Regions from separate parts of the Macaca mulatta genome. Here region 1 is linked to region 2. Evidence: chromatin contacts called from public Hi-C data. All regions are on one chromosome and are shown on one strand. The core of a region is the stretch at or near the end of the contact, and the rest is flanking DNA. Distances in the headings are between cores, read along the strand shown.

Evidence for each region. Hi-C and Micro-C count contacts between places; a contact is called where the count stands out from the background.
Region 1: a Hi-C map of fibroblasts shows a contact between it and region 2, with 1.9 times the contacts expected there. The contact joins two enhancer-like sites.

The regions. Positions count from the first base shown.
Region 1 is chr16:76,315,186-76,319,412 of T2T-MMU8v2.0, reverse strand. The region is part of intron 3 of PRKCA (protein kinase C alpha); the gene reads right to left. Among named protein-coding and RNA genes, the nearest start is that of PRKCA, 270 kb to the right of the region's middle. Within about 2 kb of position 2,917, at least 2 of the 40 cell types and tissues checked have an H3K27ac peak or open chromatin away from gene starts, as enhancers often do.
Region 2 is chr16:76,209,187-76,213,259 of T2T-MMU8v2.0, reverse strand. All of the region lies in intron 2 of PRKCA (protein kinase C alpha), which reads right to left. Among named protein-coding and RNA genes, the nearest start is that of PRKCA, 170 kb to the right of the region's middle. Within about 2 kb of position 1,544, at least 6 of the 40 cell types and tissues checked have an H3K27ac peak or open chromatin away from gene starts, as enhancers often do.

The DNA.
Region 1 (4,227 bases), core at 1,668-4,167, 100 kb before region 2:
TAGCAACACGCTGCGCGGTAGCCTGGGTGTTCGAAGGCACTGCTTTTTAAACATTTTTTTTTTAGAAATTTTAAAGTGTCTTTTTTTTCTATGATCTATCATAGCTGTAGATATTGAAGGCATTTCTAAAATAAACACGTTTTATTAGGTGTGGCATACATGTTTTACATGCACAAGTCATAATATGCAGCCTGATGGATTCTCACAACATAAACTCGCCTGTGTATCCGCAAACCCGTCCATCGGCAGAATGGAATGAGAGTCCCAGAAGTCCTCTTGTGCTTGTTCTAGTCACTCTTCTCCCCAGCAAGAGGATGTGGCTGTCTTGACCCCTAGGCACTAGAGATGAGTGTTGCCCCTTTTTTGAGCTTTACATACAGAAAACGTAACTCTGTGCCTGGGTTCTTTCTCCCAGTGTTAGGTCTGTGCCTGGGTTCTTTCTCCCAGTGTTAGGTCTGCAAGAATCACACTTTTGTTGCACATAACAGGTTTCTCATTAGGGCTGCACAGTACCCCATGATAGGATTATACAAAAAAAGTCCAATCTACGTGTGAGGAACTTTAGGGGTACACATGTACATGTTTCTTTTGGGGATCCACCTAGGAGAAGAACTGCTGTGTGACAGGAGTGTGTATTCAGCTTTAATCAATACTGACGGTTTTCTAAAGTGCTTATAGCAATTTGCATACCAGTAACATGTCCTTACTAACACTTAGTACTGTGGTTTTTTTCATTTTACTCTTTATGACTGCTGGTGACATCCCATTGCAGTTTTAATTTGCATTCCCCTGATGACCTAGGTTGAACACCTTATGTTTATTGTCCATTTTATATCATCTCTCATCAAGTTTACAAATCTCCTCCCCATTTTTCTACTGGATTGTCTTTTTCTTACTGATCTGTAGGAAGAGTTTTGTTTGTTTGTTTTGAGATGGAGTTTCAATCTTCTTGCTCAGGCTGGAGTGCAGTGGCGCAGTCTCAGCTCACTGCAACTTTTGCCTCCCAAGTTCAAGGGATTCTCCTGTCTCAACCTCACAAGTAGCTGGGATTACAGGCGCCTGCCACCACACCCGGCTAATTTTTGTATTTTTAGTAGAGACAGGGTTTCACCATGTTGGCCAGGCCAGTCTTGAACTCCTGACCTCAGGCGATCCGCCTGCCTCGGCCTCCCAAAGTGCTGGGATTACAGGCGTGAGCCACCGTGCCTTTTTTTTTTTTTTTTTTTTTTAATTCAGGACACAAGCCCTTTAATAGGTAAAAGTATAGCAAATATCTTCCCCCAATACCTGTCTACCTTTCACTCCTTAATGTTTCAATTAACAAAAATGCCTAATTTTAATTATAATCTAATATATCAATCTTTTCCTTTATGGTTAGTTCTATTTAGATCCTGTTTACAAAATTATTTTGTACCTCAACTTCATAAACATGTTCTCGCTCTGTCATTTTCTAGAACATTTATTGTTTTACAATGAGGTCTACTATCTATCTATAATTGGTTTTTGTGTAGGGTGTTACTTGTGGTTGAGATTTTTAAAAATATAGATATCCTATTGACCAGCCTCATTCATTGCAAAAAACCACTGCTTGGCAATTGAAGGCTTAGCTTTAAGATTAAAAAGATGACCCAGAAAAAAAATTTCCAAAGACCCCAAGTTTTCAGTCTTTGATTTACCTACATATGCCTGCCTAACTCTTTTAGGAACATGGAAGGGTAAGTTCCAAGATGAAAGGCTTTGTTCTCAATTTCATTACTTCATTGAGTCCCACAGAATTATCCTTTTTCCTGACTGGTAACCTGTAGAACACGGAACATGAGGAAATGATTTTTAAATCATCTCAAAATTAAATGATTATAATGTCATTTTATGCCACAAGGAACTGTTTACTTCTCAAACCCCATTTTAAAAATTTCATTTTAAAAACATCCCTACTTCATTACCTCCACACCAGCTATACCAATGAGCTGTCCATGGCAACACCAGCAAGTGCACTGAAGACAGATTTCTGCAGCGCCAGCCTCCAATACCCTGCTGAACAGCAAGCGGATGACCCAGCACCCGCACTCAAGCTTCCTAAACCACGAATTACTCCTCACCAGCACCCAAAAGCAGCTCCCAGAACAAGCTGGTGGAAAATGTAGTGGGGAAAACACAAACCTCTACCAGAAATAGACTCTGCACATCTATTTTTTGGGGGGTTTTTTGAGACAGAGTCTTGTTCTGTCATCCAGGCTGGCATGCAGTGGTGCCATCTCAGCTCACTGCAACCTTTGCCTTTGGGGTTCAACTGATTCTCATGCCTCAGTCTCCCAAGCAACTGGGATTACAGGTGTGTGCCACCATGCCCAGCTAATTTTGTAATTTTACTAGAGACGGGGTTTCTTTTTTTTTTTTTTTTTTTTTTTTTTTTGAGACGGAGTCTTGCTGTGTCACCCAGGCTGGAGTGCAATGGCCAGATCTCGGCTCACTGCAAGCTCCGCCTCCCGGGTTCACGCCATTCTCCTGCCTCAGCCTCCCGAGTAGCTGGGACTACAGGCACCCGCCACCTCGCCCGGCTAGTTTTTTTTGTATTTTTTAGTAGAGACGGGGTTTCACCGTGTTAGCCAGGATGGTCTCGATCTCCTGACCTCGTGATCCGCCCGTCTCGGCCTCCCAAAGTGCTGGGATTACAGGCTTGAGCCACTGCGCCCGGCCTGAGACGGGGTTTCATCGTGTTGGCCAGGCCAGTCTTGAACTACTGACCTCAAGTGATCTGCCTGCCTCGCCCTCCTAAAGTTCTGGGATTACAGGCATGAGTCACCATGCCAGGCCTCTGCTGGTCTATTATCTAATGCAGTCAATGTATTAACATTTTCCTTTACGCTTAGTGCTTTTTATAATCTGTTTAAGAATTTTTCCAGGAAACACATACAAATATTGTACATTATCTCTCTTCCCCATCCACTGGCTCACGGGGATCTTGGTTGTATCATGGTCATGGCATGAATCAGATTTCTGGACTTCTTCCCATCTGATTTTCACTTATAGGAATTTTTCAAATACTTCTTAAATAAACCTAATATGGATGTTTTCCCAAACAAAAAGTACCTTGGCATCAAATTTCTCAAGTGGCTGGCTCCGAGGTGGATCTGGAATTTTCAGCCTCTTTGTGATTTAGCAGGGCTTTTTCTTTCCATGAAACCTTGAGGTAACAGAGGGGAGGGAGGAGAGAGCAAACACTGACATCCCAGACTGGGAAAGGGGAGAAATGGTGGAAACTGAGACCAAAAAACTAAAAACTGCTAGGTCCATTTTTCTTCCCACTGAGAATTCAGGCAACAGCATCAAGGGTTGGTGCAAGGCCAGGCCTGGGAGACAGACCTGCCTGTGTCCTGGCAGGATCTCCTCCTTAAGGGCCTTTGCCCTGCTTCATTAACAGCTACGGTTTAGCAACAACCCGCCAGCAGGGGTCAGTCTCGGTCACCACACAGAAGCCAGGAGGCTCTCTCCAGCTACAAAGCCACGCTCTGGAACGTTCCAGAAGTTGTTTGTTGCCACTGCACAACACCCAGCTTGTCTTCCTATCTCGTCACCTTGGCGCCTGTTTCCTATTTTTTCAAGATTGCATTTCATACTTAGAGGAATTAATTACCTTATATTCCTGTTGCTGTTTTTCATACTGAGCTAAATACTTATACCAAGTTCCCCATATCATGTATAAAACCTCCTTTTCCCTTGATTTTTCTTATGGCAGCAGAAAGGTCAACTTTTTCCATATTTTAAAATGAAGGAAAGGACGTATTCTTACTTGCAGTGGAAAATGTACAAATATTACATAATGTGACAACTATATTTTCTAATATTCCCATTTGGGTTTAGTTATCTACGGGATAAATTTCCTTTTTCTCTCTAAATTACAAAACATCCTTTCATTAAGCATCTTCTCCCCAACATCCCCTCTTAAAGTCCCTGGAAGGCTGGCAAGGGGCTCATGGCCCGTTGAGCTCTCCCTGAGCTCTCCTTGGACTTACTCGGAGGCTGTGTCCCAAACACCGAACAGGAGGAACACCTGCACTGAGACCAGGAAAGCAAATCTGATGTGAAAAAGTAGTAGAATGGAGAATCTATTTCTACTTTAAATTTGAGGGTGGCTCTTTTTCAAGACACACTGCTGAATTTACAAACAGTGCTGGTCTAATAAATGATTACATTTTATGCTAGAAGGATATGACTATACTTAGCAGG
Region 2 (4,073 bases), core at 295-2,794:
CTGGGTTTTTCCTGCATGCCAGCCACAACTTCTTTTTCTCTTCGGTTTCATTCACGGTAGCTCTCACCCCTCCCACTTTCCCACCCTCCACCCTCCTTCACAAGTCCTTTATGTGTGCGCTCTTGCCCTAATGCTGCCATAGTTAGCTGGTTTCAGACCACACCTTCCATTAAGACACCTCAGACAACCCTGGGCATTTACTCCAGGTCAGCTTCCTATTGAAAAGCATACAAATATGTTGGGAACAAGAGGCAAGAAGAGAAGGGTGCCCATGTTTCTCAGCCAGTTAGGATCTGTTAGTTATAATAGGGTTGGACCTCAGGAAAAACATGAATTATGACTTGCCAGGGGGAAAAAATGCACGTGCAGGAGCAAGTCAGTCAGCTGACTGCAAACTGCTGTACCAAGATCACCAATGTGTGCCTCCCACAGCCAGACACCCAGCCAGCCCATACAAATGGGGACAGATTCCTCAGTGACAGAGACGCCCCATGATGTTGCTGTAAGAGTGTGCGTCTTGATTCAGACAAGTTCATTTCAAAAACTATTTTTCATCTGTATATCTTTTTAAATAGGTAACTACACAGCGTAGACTCAGATAAAGGAAAAAGTCATTCTGTAGTTTTCATTTCTTTAAGCCAAAATGTCGAATGGAACATATGTGCTTTTTGACAAATGTAGCTTTATCATTTCAGAGACATCGTATCTTCACCCTGTATTTTAGTTGGGTAGAAGAAATAAAGAAGCATCAAAATGATACCTGACCACTCCTGGAAACAACTAATGAGGAGTTCCTAAACTAAGAGCCATTTCTGTCAAACACATTTTCAGGAAACTGGAACTATCAGCAAGGAAAGGTAAGTTGTTAGTCATATAAATGCTCCTGGGAGCCAAGACAAGTTTTCTGTTTTTCTTTTATTTTTGTTTTTGTTTTTTAAGTACAACCAAGGCCAGACGAAGTGGCTCATACCTATAATCCTAGCACTCTGGGAGGCCGAGGTCAGGGGATCACGTGAGCACAGGAGTTCGAGACAAGCCTGAGCAACATAGTAAGATCTCGATGCACAAAAAATTAAAAAATTAGCTAGGCATACTAGCATGCACCTGTGGTCCCAGCTACTCAGGAGGTTGAAGCAGGAGGATCGCTTGAGTCCAGGAGTTTGAGGCTGTGGTGAGCGAAGATGGTGCCACTGCACTCCAGCCTGGGCGACACAGTGAGACCGTCTCAAAAACAAAAATGTACAAACAAAATTTCATTCTAATTTTTAAAAGCACTAGAGCAGGTACTATTGTTGATAGGGCCGTTTTTCTGCAAAATGTGTTTGCACAGCTAAACTGTTATTTAAGCATTTTGTTCACTATGAAAACTAAGCTATTATTTAGTCAAAAGCCATAATTTACAGATGAGGAAACTGAGGCAGTTTACCTTAAATCAGTCAGGTATAGCATACTATGTATAGTAACTGCTGAGATTAGCTACACGACATCTGGCTACGTAGCATGAAATGAGAGTATAGCTGACATTGCCCCGTTCATACACTTTGGAATTCCTGGGATTTAACCACTCATGGTATTGGAATGTACCATTCCATGGCCTAAATGAGAGTCTGTAAGCCACGATATAAACCAAAAGATCTTTATACACCACCTCCTGCGCATGGGGCAACGTGCACAGTCATCCCTCTCTAAGATGCTCAGAGGAAGAGGAAAATAAGGTGTTGAACAACAGACAGACATCTCTGTCGTGTGTGTTTTCAGGGCAACGAAGCCATCAGCACACATCTTTTCACCGTAGGTTCAGTTTGAATATGAGCATCGTTTTGCTTTCATTTTCAAATTTTCTTGCTACAAGGAAAAGTGAATCATTTCCATAGTTGCAAATGTCAGTCACAAATTTAAACTGAGGGCATGAGTAATTTAAGTCTTTTTTTTTTTTTTTTTTTTGTAAATGAAGGAAGAGGTCACAATTCAAATCTTCACATAGACTTCCCTTCTTTGACCCCAGCGTGAAGGAATTCGCACTTCTAAAGAGAAGTGGAAATAAAGTCAATGTTATCGAGGTCAGGAGATCAAGACCATCCTGGCTAACACGGTGAAACCCCGTCTCTACTATAAAAATACAAAAAAACTAGCCGGGCGAGGTGGCGGGCGCCTGTAATCCCAGCTGCTCGGGAGGCTGAGGCAGGAGAATGGCGCGAACCCGGGAGGCGGAGCTTGCAGTGAGCTGAGATCCGGCCACTGCACTCCAGCCCGGGCGACAGAGCGAGACTCCATCTCAAAAAAAAAAAAAAAAAAAGCTGAAGCTTCAAGTTTTTGTGCATTACACCAAACATTTCATAAAGAAAAGAATAATGTTTAGATTTTATGTGGAATACTTATCAATTCTTAACAGTACAGACTCCATAAATGTTCAGTGTGGCCAAATTATGTTAAATGGTATTTTGCCAAGAAGTTTGTTCCGTTTTGAGGTAAGGAGAATGTGGAGGAAGAGAAAGTCACTTGTAGCTCAATGGGAACCACTTTGCAGAATAACTCAGACCCCCATCTCAACTCCACAAGCAAGGTCCAAGAAAGGGCTTCCTAAGGCCCGTGGCTTGTAAGCAGTGCAGGTGGCCTCGAACACAGGGCTCCCTGGGTCTGTCTGGCTTCAAGCTCTTCCAGCTGGGACACCTGGGACCAAGCTCTACTTCTCCCAGCTCAGTTCCGTTAGATGCTTCCTCCACCCACACACACAAATGCTTCCCACATGTGCAGTTCACTTTCCAAAATTTCATTCACTGTCTACAGAAAAAAGGTACAGGCATCTAGAGTGAGGAGATCCAGACCCATCCTCATGCTTTGACATATTTCAGTGACTTCTTAAAATTCTCAGTATTGGGCTCTGCACGGAGCAGCTACATAACAAAACAGCTGCTAGTGCACTTGGATGTAAAATGCTTCTCTGTTTCTTCTCAACATAATGGAACTAAGAATGATTTCCTATGTCAGAGAACTATATAGCCCTACAGAAGAAAAACTTTTGACTTATTGCTGAGATTACATTAGGCTATACAAACTGAGTTATCCATGTGAAGAAACTCCTTTAAAATAAAAAAAGTCAAATCTTACACAATAAGAAAGAAAGTACATGGAAATAACTCCAAAAAGCATTTAAAATGTTACTGGCCTCAATAAATTTCCTTGCTTGGGTGAAAAGAGGTCATGGAATGGGGATGGTTGTCTCTTGGAATTAAAGCTACCTTTGTTCATAATACCAACTTTTCTCTCTATGCAGATCTACTGTTAGAATTAAAACATATCAGGCTGGGCATAGTGGCTCACACCTGTAATCTCAACACTTTTGAGGGGCCAAGGTGGGAGGACTGTTCAAGCTCAGGAGTGTGAGATCAGCTTGGGCAACACAGCAAGACTTCACCACTACTAAAAAAAAAAAAAAAAAAAATTAACTAGCCAGGCACGGTGGCACATGCCTTTAGTCCCAGCTACTCAGGAGGCTGAGGTGGGAGGATCTCTTGAACCCAGGAGTTCAAGGCTGCTGAGAACCATAATCACACCATTGCACTCCAGTCCGGGCAAAAGAATGAGACTTGTCTCAAAAATTTAAAAAAATTAAAAAATAATAACGTATCAGTTGATAAATTTCTTCCAGATACATTACTACGCTAAGTCAAATTTAAGAATTACCCAATGAGATCAATTTCTTAGGGAAGTGTTGAAATAAAATTCCCTTTCCCACAAAACAAATCTCGTTTATGAAACAGCTCACAGGACTAAAGTTCTGGACAGACATAAAAGATAAACTGAAGGATTAGTCTTTCATATTAATGTTAGGTTGTGGTTATTAAGGCTATGGGGGTTGGCCTAGTCAAGAGTTTCCTAGTCATTCATTTATTTACTTAAGTTATTGGCTATGTCACTGGTGAAGAAACAAACTATGTTTCTACCAAGAAACAAAAACCACCAATCCCTTTTTATTTAATTAAAAAAACCAAAACACAAAATTGTAAAACTCTACAAAATAACAAAGGAGAAAATCTAGATGACCTCGGGTTTGGCAATACTGTTTTAGATAC